2 separate regions of the Columba livia genome follow, and region 1 is linked to region 2. The links are chromatin contacts, called in public Hi-C maps. All regions are on one chromosome and are shown on one strand. Each heading gives the region's core, a stretch centred on a gene start, on an enhancer-like site or on the middle of the called end of the contact. The rest is flanking DNA. Distances are from core to core; before and after follow the strand shown.

Evidence for each region. Hi-C and Micro-C count contacts between places; a contact is called where the count stands out from the background.
Region 1: a contact with region 2 is called in a Hi-C map of liver, with 2.6 times the contacts expected there. The contact joins the promoter of ARHGEF10 here to the enhancer-like site in region 2. A contact is called at or near these places in 2 of 2 Hi-C or Micro-C datasets (crop and liver).

What each region holds. Positions count from the first base shown.
Region 1 is chr3:22,422,401-22,429,739 of bColLiv1.pat.W.v2, reverse strand. ARHGEF10 (Rho guanine nucleotide exchange factor 10) reads right to left here and starts at 1,831. Exons shown (of 29, transcript XM_065056039.1): 1 at 1,631-1,831.
Region 2 is chr3:22,389,059-22,395,421 of bColLiv1.pat.W.v2, reverse strand. No RefSeq gene overlaps it. Among named protein-coding and RNA genes, the nearest start is that of CLN8, 16 kb to the left of the region's middle. Within about 2 kb of position 4,356, at least 1 of the 3 cell types and tissues checked has an H3K27ac peak away from gene starts, as active enhancers do.

The DNA.
Region 1 (7,339 bases), core at 582-3,081, 37 kb before region 2:
CAAAAGTCTGTAAAGTCTACTTTACTACTGAGCCCAAGTTGGGGGGGGGGGGGGGGGACGACAAAATAGATTAAACAAAGCAAGACAGACAGATTATCAAGATCAAACAGGTCACCCAAGTGAAAAGAATGAAGGGCCCATTGAAGAAAACAGCTGAACAGCCAGAACTGCTGCCCAAATAATGGGCTTGTACTTGTAGATGCCCAACATGCCCACGTTCAGGCAGTAAATCTGCATCTCCTGAGCGCCAACAGAAAATTTTTAAAATGTAATACTTCCTTTCCACTGCAGAACAAATTGCTCACCAGGGTTCATGAAGCAGAGCAAAGGCTTTGGGAAAACATTTACTTTCGTTACAAAAATAATACATACACTGGCATTTCCTCACTGTATTTATTTGTCATGAGACAGTTTCTAAACAGTCAATATTTCTTATTTCCTAACTCACGAAAAAAAAAAATTAAACCTTTTTATGGTAACAGTTAAATTGCACAACTGAAAAAAAAAAGAAGATACTTTTAAAACACTCAAACCTGGTAGTACAAAATAAAAGCCATGTCCTTAGTAGCTCTGGGGGAGGAAAAGAAAAAAATCAAATACTTCAACGAAAGAGAAAAGATTTTAGGATGGATAAAATCTTTTTGGTCAAAAATACAACTACCACCTAAGGGCCTTTAAAATGAGGCTTTGCTATGGGCAAATTATGACCAGCTGTCTATCTAAGCACCTGGCACTGCCTACGGACAAAGCACACTCACTCACCCAGGTGAATGAATGACTGGCCAACCTTTGAAAGCTGTTCTTGCCTTACCCTGTAAGAACAGGACATCCTTCAAAAGTAACTGCGTGGTCTGAGATCACCACAGACAACTATGTAACTCTTCCAATAGTTGAAGCGCTAATTACAAAGAAACCAAAGACAATTTGTTAAAAAAACCCAAACAAATAAAAAAAACGAAACACAGAAATGGATAGCTGTTATTGTGCCAAAGTATTTTCCCCTTTGGTTTAAGAAAGCAAATTTAATTGCAGATGTCAACTACAAAGCTGGTGTTGAACACGGTTTTTAAGAAGGGAAAAGGAAAGAAACTTAAGTCTCTCTGTGAGTTTGCATTTTCTATAGCCTTATCTGTCCCTGGTCCAAAGGAGGGGGAAGCTGGAGCCGGCCAGCTCCCCATGCTGAAGAACGCCAAGAGGTGCACACCCCAGTGAAGACCCCAGCAAAATCCTTGCGGAAGAAACTTTGCAACAAAGATCAAGAGCTGCAAGTCTGGAAAAGGAGCAAATACCTTTATTAACAATCGCTTACACCCGCACTTCAGTAACCCGGGAAGCCGCGTTACACTGGCAAAACCTTTCTAACAATGCATCTAAAAAAACCTCAGGTTTTCGTCTCCCCCACCGAGGCGGCCAGAGATTCGTCGCCGCCACCCGCGGGCTCCGCACAGCCCCAGCGAGGCAGCCCCGGCGCCCCGGGCTCGGCGGCGGGACGCGGGGTACGGCAGCTCCGGACGAGAAGCGGTGTCTGCACACCAAACACCGAGCCCAGCCTGCAGGCACGAAACTTTCCGTGACTAACCCCGCCGGCTGCAGCCGCCCGCGGCCCCCCAGCCGCGGAGGGCACACTCACCTCCTGCACCGCGGCCAGGAGCTCCGACCCGCCGCTCGGCCCGGTCCGGCCCGGCCCAGTCCGCTCCGCTGGGGCTCCGGCGGCTGCCCCGCTCCCTGGACACGTCACTCAGCCCCCCCGCCCGGGGCTGCCGCCGCCGAGCACGCACTCGCCGCCGAGCGGAGCTCCCGAGCCCTGCCGGGGACCCGCCCGCCTCCGCCCCGCTCCGGCCCCGGGGCCGCCCCCGGCCCGCCCGCTGCCGGGCCTTTCGGGCCGCGCCCGCCGCCATTGGGGCAGCGCGGCGCCCCGGCGCCTCCCGGTTGGCGCAGCCGCCCGCCGGTTGCGGCGGGGCGGGCCGGGCGCTGTCAGCGGGCGGTGCCGCACCCCCCCCGGACCCCCGCCGCATTCCTGCGGCCACACGTGATGGCGCGGCGGGGCCGGCCCGCTGCACATCCCCGGGCACCTGCGGCTGCCCACGGTGGGGGCGGCGCGGGGGCTGTGGGTGTAACGGGCGGCAGGAGAGCGGGAGGGTGGCCGGCCCGGGACCGGCGAACTGGGCACACGGCCGATACACATTAACCTTTTTTCCTCAGCCACGTTCTCCCGAAGAGCCCGTGAGACGTGAGGACGCACGCTAGGCCACTGTAGCTATTCTGGAATTTATTGTCATTTATCAGTTGAAGCGTCACTGCAGACCAGCCCTGACCCCATCAGCTGCACCGTCACTCTAAGCCCACGTCACACAAGCACTTCATGCTTATCCTGAAAGTAAAATCATCCACTTGTACATCACGTGCATACAATTCAGGACTCAAGGTGCGGTTTCATAACACTAAAAAACAACATTTACGAGAAGCAAGTATTTAGAAAATGCGTACTTTACAATGTATCCATGTACGCATCCATCACTCTGTGATGAAAATAAATGCTCTTAAGTCCTTAAATACATTATAAGTTCTTGATGTCACTTAAAGCTCTCTAATATTGCTACGTATCATTTGAAATCTTCCGTCCACTCTTAAGCATCGAAAAGTTCAAGCTAAATGCTGTTCAAAGATCCACGCATCATCCAGCAGTGATCTGTGCCAATTTAAGTGCATTCACGCTACAGCCAGTAATTAAATACACCCAGGTATAGTAAATTCATTATAATTACACGAAAATGTTAGTAGAAAATGGTGGCATTTCAAAAGACATTTTATGAATCCTCCTTTTTTTCACCATTTTTCATTTGCCTTTAGTTTAACAACATACATTCACAACTATCCCATGTCTTTGAGTTGGCTGATACAACCTGAATTTAGAAATAAAATATTTCAAAGTATTACTTTCAAAAATGTTTCCATTTTCACCGTTATTTCTTTTTAATGCAGCTCATCACAGTGTGAACTCAAAATAGTTCTCACATAGCTCTATAAGTTCTACATGAGAAAGAAAATGAGAAAATTGGGCTATATGTAAACAGTAAGGCCAGGAATACCATTACGGCATTCAGTTCAGCTTCCAGCAGAGACACTACTTTATCCTGCTGTTTCTGTGATTTTTTTTTTAAATATGTTGCACTTCACTCACATCCAGGTATCATTTCAGGAGCTGAAATGGCAGCGAATCAGTCTTTGGCAAACTGTTTAATGGCTGCTTATCATTGCAAGCCACATTAAAGAACAGACATACATTTAGACTAAGTTCAACTAGCCCAATTTCATGATCAAAAATATCATTTACTAGCAACATCCTCCTCCTTTTAGCAGTCAACTCATTATTCGTGGGCATAAATTTCTCCCTTTCACTGTTAAAGAGACAAATTTCAAATCCTTCCTGTAGTTCTTTTCTGAACCCTTTGACAACTGCTTCTTTGACTCCAGTGACCATATATAAATATCCCTCTCTAATTCCAATAGAAGTTCGCCGTGGAAACCTTGTTGGACAAGTCCAACAACAGCAGATCAACTTATAATAAAGTAAAACTAACTTCCAAAATAACTTGCACTCTCTTCTCACTGTTTTCTAAGACAACATTCTGTTAGCAGTCATAATTAGCACCCTAACCACTGCAATCACAAATTCATTATTTATCCACCCATAATTAGTTGTCAAGAACTGCATTACAGACAATGGCTTCTCTCCAGAGTTAACATGATGCTTCTCATAACCAGGCCTTAAGAAGATGATGTTTAAATTGGTTTTACTGGGGATATATGTACAACAAGAGCTCACCAGAATTTACTTCCCCTCATTGGGGACCCTTTTTTCCCCTCTGTCTATGAAAATTGGGGTGGTTGAATGCAAACATAAATTTATGACACCGAAGAACATGCAACATAATTTCTATGCTTTGCAAAACATCACATGAAATCTGACCAAGGTAACTAAAACTTAGGTTTATCATGTTCTCCAATGAAGCCTGATTTTTCTCATTTTCTTCCTTCTGTTTACCAGCTGCTGTAGCTGGCACCATCTCTTAGGGAGTTTTCATCCACAGGAAGTTCAGAAATTGTTTCTCCTGTTGTTCTTCACTGTGTCCCCTACAAAAAGGGGGACAAAGTATGTCATCTGCTTACTGCAGTCCTTCAGAACCCACTCAAAGCCAGGACATCCAACGGCCTTGCTTAACTTGAACATCTGCAGAACTCACTCACTTGTAAAGTTACAGGTCCCCTCCACTTCGTTTACCAAACAAGGTTGGGTGATGACACTTTATTTTTTTAATATATATAGTTGTTGTTTTTTTTTTTTTTTAAGACAAACCACACAGCTTTCTTAAATAGAGGCTATTACATCAAAATAACACTTGGTTTTACAAAAGCATTGCTCATTCACATTCTGATGTGATGCCTGCCGCTGGCATGTCTTCAGATCTCCCTGAAGCACCAGCCCCACTACTGGGACACAGTTGTTGATTTTGGGCATACCGCTACATGTTAACGTGACAACTGAGTTTTATAATACTGTGATGTTTTACCAGCACTAGAACCTCTTTCATGAACAGGTTTACAAATGCTCTGCTTGCAAGGAGCCTTTCCAAGCCAAATTCCCAGACTGTTCATTCAGACAGACTAGGTAGCAATTTTCCTAAATTTTAACATTCCTCAGCACCAGAGTCCTTGTGTTACACCTGTTTCTCGTTGTCACAGGCGGCATGTGAACAATAGAACAGCCGATGCTGTAACTTGTTGTGGTGGGCTGATCCTGGTGAGCAGCCAGACGCCCACCCAGCCGCTCTCTCACTCCCTCTCCTCAACAGGACAGGGGGAGAAATCAAGATGGAAAGTTGGTGGGTCAAAATGAAGAGAGGGAGATCAGTTAGCAAGTACTGTCGTGAGCCAAGCAGATTCAACTCAAGGAAATTCCATTTATTGCAAATTAAAATTAGAGCAGGATGGTGAGAAACAAAGACAAAAGCAGAACACCTTCGGTCCCACCCCCTTCTGCCCAGGCTCAGTTTCACTCCTTCATTCCTGACTCCTCTGCCTGCCCACACGGGCGGCAGGATGAGAAATGTGGGTTGTGGTCAGTCCACAACACCTCCTCTCGCACACCTTCCTCCTCACATGTCCTCTGGTCTGGCGTGGGTTCTTCCCACAGGCTGCAGCCCTGCAGGATAAACCTGCTCCTGCGTGGGTTCCTCCAGACGCTGCAGGGGAATCTGCTCTGGCGCCTGGAGCAGCTCCTCCCCATCCTCCTCCCACCTCCTTGTCTGCAGAGTCGATTCTCTCACTTTTTTATTACTCCTCATACTGCCTGTGTCATATTTTTGCCCTTTCCTAACCACACTTCCCCTGGTGCTCCACAACCTCGGCTGGGGGGCTCAGCCGAGCCCTGCGGTGCATGGTTGGAGCCGCTGGAACCGGCTGTGTCCTTACAGAGACCCCCGCAGCCCCCAGCGCCGGGACACCTGCACCCAGTGCAGGAATACGCAGAAGTTCTCTCTTTAACACAAGATCCCTACTTTTGTTTGTTTGCCATGCTCTGATGGCTCTGCTTCATTCTGAACCTGAGGAAGGAAAACTTGAATGAATTCACTGTCACCAGAGGACCATGAAGCAATAAGGTCACACAACCGTGAAAGACAAATGCAACCTTTGGTGAAGCAGAGCTATTTTCCAGTGATGAAAAGAAAGTACTAGTGTAACACAAGGTGCTGAAAAGACTTTACATGAAATGCCATATACAACTCTAAGCCACCAACATTTAAGAAAAAGAAATTTGAGTGGGTAAAGTGGCAAATAAAAAGTATTAGGATGGCTAAGAAAATAAAAGTGCAGATTGATTTGTACTCATGAAAATGCAAACGAGCCTCCAGAGGTAAAAATATAATTATATAAGCTAACAGGACAATAATAATACAAGAATTACTATCAGGTTGGTGCAAAAGGAAACACAGTTTTTGCATGTTGAAATTTGCCACAGTTATACTACATATGTTGCTGAGAAAAAAAAAGGAGTTAGAGCACAGACAATCTATGTATTCAATGCCCAACTGCCACTTGGTCAGCACTGTACAATGTAACCAGTCTCAGCTACCTCATCCCAAAGCCTCCTAAATTTTTTCATATTTATTTCCTGTGATTCCTAAGCAAGGCTGTTGCTGCTTTCCAGGATACACTTTGTTCCTGTAAATGTGACTCACAAGACAAGATGATCAAGCTCGTTAGATGTTCCATGTCTACTCTATGCAAACTACTTCTCTGTACTTTTGCAGTTTGCCTGCATGGCTTTGCTTTTCAAGGTATTGTAGTTATCACCTTGATTTAGTCTTAAAATATCCTGACAGCAGAACTGCACGGTCCAGAAATGTAGGAAAGTCAACCCTCTACCTTCTACAAAATTAATGCTTTGTAAGGTATATTCCCCCCCCCCCCCCCGGCTGCTGCAAGCACCATGCTTAAACTTGAGTGAGCACAGCTTTGGTGACAAAATGCAGTGTTCACATGGTAAAGCGCTGTTGGCTGCAGAAGTAGCAGTGCGGGAGAGAGAAGTTGTAGACCTACATAGCAGTATAAAAGTCAGGCCAAGTGAGCACCTGGAGCTGCCACAATCAATTATCAGTACTAAAACAAGGCACATCCTCACCAGTCTTCACAGTAAATGTCAGAGAACATATTGGTGCAAACAGTGTCAGCCTATACAGCGCTCTCATGTGAACTAAGTATTCAAAGGAGTGGGAGCAGCTAAAAACAGAATCGTAAGAAGAAATAAATACTTCAGACCAGAAGTAATATGTCCTTTATCTGATAAAACTAGTATTAAATTGCCACTCTTGCTGTTCGGGTCATATCCTTAAACACTCAGAAGTGACCCCAGCTGACTCATCGAACATACACGCACAGAGCAGCAAGTAAGGGCACAGCCTTTTCCTTGCTTTTCTCTTTGGGGACATGTGAACAGTCCCCACTCCTTTCCTGTTTGCCACCCCGAACACTGATACAGCCTTGCACATTTGCTGCATCATTACCTTTGTCATTCCACCTTACCCAGCACTGCTCTACTTACGGAAAAGATGAAGGCACAGGAACACTTGTTTCTGCTCTGTGGCCCTACCACTAACAGAACACACTAATTAGTCAATCAGATCCAGAGCATGCGATGTCTCTTCCAACACTGAAAACCCACCTGGGGGCTGACAACTAGAGCAACTGGCAAAATTTACTTAATTAATGACCATCACTTATTTTTTGTTTCAAATTAAATACCAGTGCCACGACACAAGACCAAAAGACTGCATTTGCC
Region 2 (6,363 bases), core at 3,107-5,606:
GCACCCAGCTGCTGGAGGCAGTGTTCCCGGGGGGTCGCAGGGGCTGTGCTCCCCAGGGTAGGGATGACCAGGCCGGGTCACAGGATGCAGATTTGGTTACCGGGTTCTTCCTCCACCCTGTGGCTGCCTTTGGCCTTACAGACTCTTCTTGAGCAGCCAGGGACTTGCTCCAGGGTGTTCACCTGTTTCCACAAGCTGTAGGGCTGGAACCCGCTTAATATGTTCCATCTGGGGCCGGAGGTGGAGGGTGCAGGGTCAGGTCAGAGAATGCGATTGGGGTCTGTTCCTCAACTTTAATACCTAAGTCCACATCTGGTTTGAGGCAGCTGTGAAGGATGAAGTTTTGCCTGGTGGTTGGTTGCGAAGCCAGAAAATGGGACAGGGTCTTTGGAGTCCTAGATGGCCATGGGGACAAGCAGCCTCGTTGTTCACAAGCGTAACGCAGCGTCACCTGGGAGAGTCTGATTAGATTCCTGTACAAGAACTCTACAACTCCTTGCTGTAGTTCCTGAGGTGTCAATTTTACAACTTTACATAGTCAGAAAGAAGCCCATAAGAAATATGATGAAAAAAGTGTAATAGTTGCCCTGCTGTTCTTATCCACTAATGGGTTAAATGAATGATTTATAAGCTGTACTCAGACAAATAAGGCCAAGCACAAGGCAGGAGTGAGTGCTACAATAAAAGCTTCATAATCAAAACTTCCAAAAGCTTCATAATGGCAGTGTCATGGTTACCCTGTAAAAGTAAACATTTAAGACTGAAACTTCTATGAGTCTCAGGGCTCAGAAATTCATTGCTCAGAAATGTTTTGGGTGCTGTTTCCAACAAGCATTTTGACTACAAAAGACATTTCTTGCTGAATCTCACTTGCTAAAGACTAAGACATTTTCAGAGTGTCATTATAATATATCACAGCAAGAGATCAGAGGGTAAACAGATGTAATGAGACATCTTCTGGATGGGAACTGGGCCATGGCTGAGAGGACCAGAATTTAGGGCATTATGACCCTTCTCGTACAACTCTTGATGGGATTTGCCACTTTTTGGTAAATTCTCCCTGCCCTAAATTCTCAGTGTAGAAACGGTGTGTGGCTGTGGCTTCGGAGCTGCAGGTCCCCAGCAGAGAGGACCTGGGAAGAGGCCTGTGCTGCACCCACCAGTGGATTCCCACCAGCCCTCGCACCCACAGTCGTGGCAGCTCGGACTCCGCGTCACTTTTTGCAGGGTTCACCTTTGCTCACAGTTTTCACTATTTCTTTTTTTTTTTTTTCCTTTGAAATTATGAAAACCTGCAACGCTTTTCTGCCGCGTTCCCGCGGGGGGAACGGCGCTGCCTCAGGCCCCTCCGCCCGAACAGCGCCTGCGCCCGGGCCCCAGCGGCCGCCGCGCGTTGCTCCTTTACCGCCACCTGGCGGGAGAGGCGGGAAGTGCGGGACGGGCTGTCCCCGGGCGGGGCGGGGACGGGCGGTACCGCGGGCGGTACCACGGGCAGTACCAAGGGAGGTACCGCGGGCGGTACCAAGGGAGGTACCGCGGGCGGGGCGGGGCGGGCTCTAGCACGGGGGTGCGGGCACGGGCTGTGTCCCAGTGGCAGGCTGCCCCCCCAGGCAGCAGCCGCGGCGGGGTTGTTTCTGCGGCGGAGTTGTCTGGTCTGTGCGGCGGAGCTGTCTGTCCGTCTGTCTGTCTGTGCGGCGGGCTGCGGCCGGCGCTGCGGGCAGGCTGGCAGGGAAGGGCACAGCCCGCTGGAACTGGGCAGGAGCTGTCCGCCTGTTTCCCTGTCTCGGTAGCGTTTCCAGGCCGCCAACAAATTACGACGGTCTTATCAGAGGGTCTTAAACTATTTGGTTTAAAGCTCAGCGATCCTAAAGCTTCCACATAAGTTTTCTGCACCAGCTGCTTGTCCGTGTGCAAAGGGGTAGAGGGGATTGGTGGTGTCCGGAGTTGACACTCTTCTCTGCGTCTTTGAACGTGAATGTTGGCGTGTTACAATGAAAGACAATGCGACGGTCTCCCCCAAAGCAGTAAAACTATTTGTTACCTGTTCTGAAATGACAACACATGGTGAAGTTGGGATATACTAGTGGCACACAGACTCCCAGCATAGAATCATAGAATCAAAGAATCATTTCAGTTGGAAGAGATCCGCAGGATCATTGAGTTCAACCATAACCTAACCTAACTCTAGCACTAAACCATGCCCCTAAGAAGCTAATCTAAACGCCTTTTAAACCCCTCCAGGGATGGTGACTCAACCACTTCCTGGACAGCCTGTTCCAATGCCCAACAATCCTTTCTGTGAAAGAGTCTTTCCTAAGAGCCAATCTAAACCTCCTCTGGTGCAACTTGAGGCCATTTCCTCTTCTTCTATTGCTTGTTGCTTGGGAGAAGAGACCAACACCCTCCATGCTACAACCTCCTTTCAGGTAGTTGTAGACAGCGATAAGGTCTCCCCTCAGCCTTCTTTTCTCCAGGCCAAACAGCCCCAGTTCCCTCAGCCGCTCCTCATCAGTCTTGTGCTCCAGACCCCTCACCAGCTTCATCACCCTCCTCTGCACTCTCTAGTACTTCATTGTCCCTCTTATGATGAGGGGCCCAAAAGTGAAAACAGTTTCACAGGTTCACAATCATCTTTCACAGCACTGCTGCTCACTTTTGGTGCCTAAGTCAAAGCTCCAGACCATGGTACTTTGAGCTGCAGCGCTGTTCGTCTCTCCACTTGTGTCACCCATCTCCTCCCAGTGCTTCCCCTGAGCCCACCGGGGTCCAGGCTGCTGCTGCCCAGAGCCCCTGCTCTCCGCCAGCACCCCAAAACAGTGATGTGGCTGTGGCTGCTTTCTCCTGCCCTAGGTCACGAAGAACGCAGTGCTGGGAAGGATGTTATTTTCTGGAAAATTAGGCTCACATCAGCACACTGCCATGCATACGGATCTTTAGAAAGAGCCTATGGAAAAGGGACACAGCTCCTCACCTGCAGAATGACTCCCCAGAGTAAATGGTAGCTGTGGCACTGTTTCTTTGCATGACTTCAACAATTTTCAACTATTAACAAATCTGTTCTCCCATTTAAACTTAACTCAGTGATGGAAATCATTCAGGAATGGAAAATGCGGTGAGAGCTTGCTTTCCAAATAGCTATGGTAATTCCACTTGGGAATGTATAGCAGGAGAAGGCTGGTGTGGGAAATATATGACACAAACCTGCAGAATTTAAGTTCTCCTACTTTTTCAATTAAAACATAAGCTTTTAAATCAAAGTTACTGAAACATATTTAGTCCTTATTTGTTGGGAGAACTGAAGTGAGATCTGAAGCTCCTAAGAAGTCCTTAAAATCTTGTCATTTATCCCACATGTCTGAGGCTACAGCATGCACAAAGAGTGTCTATCATTTTTGTGGACTTTGCTCTGATGAATATAATGGTCCCATCTCTCGTTTGTGTTAATGCCATATTAGTGTCAGGGGGTCATAAAGTGAATTCTGTTTCTTATCAAGGTTTAGGAGTGTAGAAAATAGAAAAGCAATCATGGACAGGCACAGGGTAATTGTCTCAATTTTCTGAAGAAAAACATAAAATGGAGGAGAAGAAAAAGGTGGATTTGCTGAATTCTGATCATTATGCTGTAAAAAAGTACAATGCTGCATTCACTCAGAGCGCTTAAGGATAGATGATATCACTAAAGCATGTAATCTAACCTCCTGCACATCAGAACTCTTCAACATTCACACAGTTCTTCCTTTATCAGGCTTCATCACTTGAGTTTGACTAATGCTTATTTTCAGAAAGTCAGTTATTGTGCTTTTGAAGGCCAAAAGAAATGAAGAATTTGCTGCTTTTATTAGCAGCTTGTTCCAGTGACTAATCTCAGTCTTAAAATGCATGCCTTTTCCACAGTTTGAAGCAGTCTAGCTTCCCTTTTGGTGTTGCCTGTTACACTTTTCCTTGCTAGATTAAGAAGCTTATTAATTTCCAGTATTTCCTCCCTTGGAAAATACTGATATATTAGAATCAGATGACATGCTATTTTTTTGAGTTTGGGAGAGTGTGGCTTGGGTGTGATTTTTTTAATAAAATATACAGATTAAATTATTTTGACGCTCACCTGTGAGGCATTTTATGAAATTTAATGTAACTTGCATGACTCTTTAAATTTGCCAGTGTCTTTTAAAGGCTCTATATGGACTATGAGTAGTTCTTCAAAAATATCAAGGAAGTTTTCTCCCCATATGAAACTAATAGGGTTTTCCCTCCCCAGTATTCAGAAATATTTCCCAAATGCTTATGCCACACATCCTCACACAGTCCTTACAAATAAATGGCAATTTGCTCTCTAGAGATAAACCTGAGTGACCATGTACTTTTGTGAGATCTGATATACCCGTCTTGACTCATGTTTGACAAATATACTGCTGACCCTCCCTGGCATACTATGACTGATTATCCATTATTGAAATTAAATTATGTCAGCAATATTTTGTAGTGGGTTTGTTCTGTTGATTTTCTTTTAAGCATTAACAAGATCAGTGTATGATTAATACCTACAACTCTGAGTGGGGTATTTTTGTAATTTGAAGCAAAAACAAAAAAAAAAAAAGGGGGGGAGAAAAAAAGTATTCTTGATGCTTTTATTTATTCATTTATGCCTCTTTGCTTCTCTTCTATGTTGTAATGTGTCTCCTGGCCACTAATTAAAATTATTGAAGTTCTTTGGTGTTCAGACAGGAACCTTGTTTAATTTCGTTATATATTTTCTCCCTTGCTCTAATATAAATCCCTGTGGTTACTTGTAACTTCTCAGGCTTACATATTATGTGGCAGCACTGGCAGTGGGAAAATGGAGGGAGGGCTCTAAGGAACCCTCCATGCCCCAGCTGGGAGTTTTCTTATCTCACTTTCCACCAGCTGTTTTGGCCTAAGGAGAAGCTGTATTAAATCTGTTATTCATTGGATAAGGGTCATATCTTTTTCCCCTTATAAGCACCCTATAAGTGGCTTTCAGTGCAGAGTACTTAAAATCTCCCATCCCCTCTATCCCCAGCTAAAACCCATTCTGGGTGTTTAAAAGGACTAGATGCTTCCAGCATTTTTGCTGGCCTCCATGTGGGCTGGTCTCTTAAGTGGGCTGAGACACAGCTGAGTACTGATCTGTTGTTTTTTCAGAGGCATTGGCTAGGAGTTGCTGAATGTTTATGTTGAGTAGCCCTGGTGTAAGTTTGGGTAGGGAGGAGAAGGTCTTGCCCCATCCCAGCAGCCGGCCTTGGCCCCCTTCATCACCTCTTCCACATGGATTTGTGCGTTTTCTGGACTGTACCCTTCCTACCCCCTGGCTCTTCTGCTCCTCTCCTCTGGTCTTGCTCCCCTTCTTCCTCAGTATGAACCAGATTTCTTCCTCGATACATTTTGCATCCTGGGCACTAGATGGGAAAGCACAAAGATGCCCCAAAGGACTTCCTGGCTTCCAGGTAGCAAAAGCTTCTCAGCTCCTTCCCAGTCTCTTCAAAGTAGAGGGAAAATCCTGGTCTCCCATTCTGTCCCATACTGAGCTCTACAGCATTGCTATGCTCTGGAGCTCCCCAAATCCAGCCGGCTTGAGCTTCCCATGTTCAAATGGTTTCTGTTTAATTTTCCACATATAACTTATGCAGAGCCAAGGTTTACTCCAGACAGACCATGGAGTTGCTCAGTGCTACGTCATTGGTGTAATGATTTTCTTATTTTTAAAAATAAAACAAAATACCTTTTCTTCCTAGTCCTACTTACAGAAATCAATTCTTTTGCCTAAAAACGTCCTGCCAGATAGTTTCAACAGATGCTGACAATTGGTATGGAAAATTTGAGACTGAATTGCATTAACAATAAGCACTTGTGTAAAGGGAATTTATCATCTACACACAAGTGTGCACGTGTGTGTATATCTGTGCTCTCAGATGTAAGCCTGATGTGCGTAGTTATTATAGTAGACGAAGCTGAAGGGAGGAAATGAAATTCAAATTAAAGAAAAGTGCTTTGAATAGCACAAGCAGGGTGCAAGGAAACATTTGCAAAAGCATATGACGACCTGAAATCCCCAAATCTCTCTGAAAAAGAGTGAAATCCACATTATTAAAGAAAATTCCTAGATTTGATGCTTTGTATTGCATCAACTGGTGATATATTGTTTTGATGATTTTTTTTTTTTTTTTTTTGCAAGGTCTGTGTGGTCTACAGGAACACATAAATTCCTTTATTACAGCAACATACATTGATGGTCCAGATGTACCAATGCAGTCCCAAATGTAGCTTCCTTCTCAACTCATTTTATAGGAGTTGTAGCTCCCGTTGCACCTGCCTTGCAGGTGCAGTTGCTTCCAGTGACATGGTGCA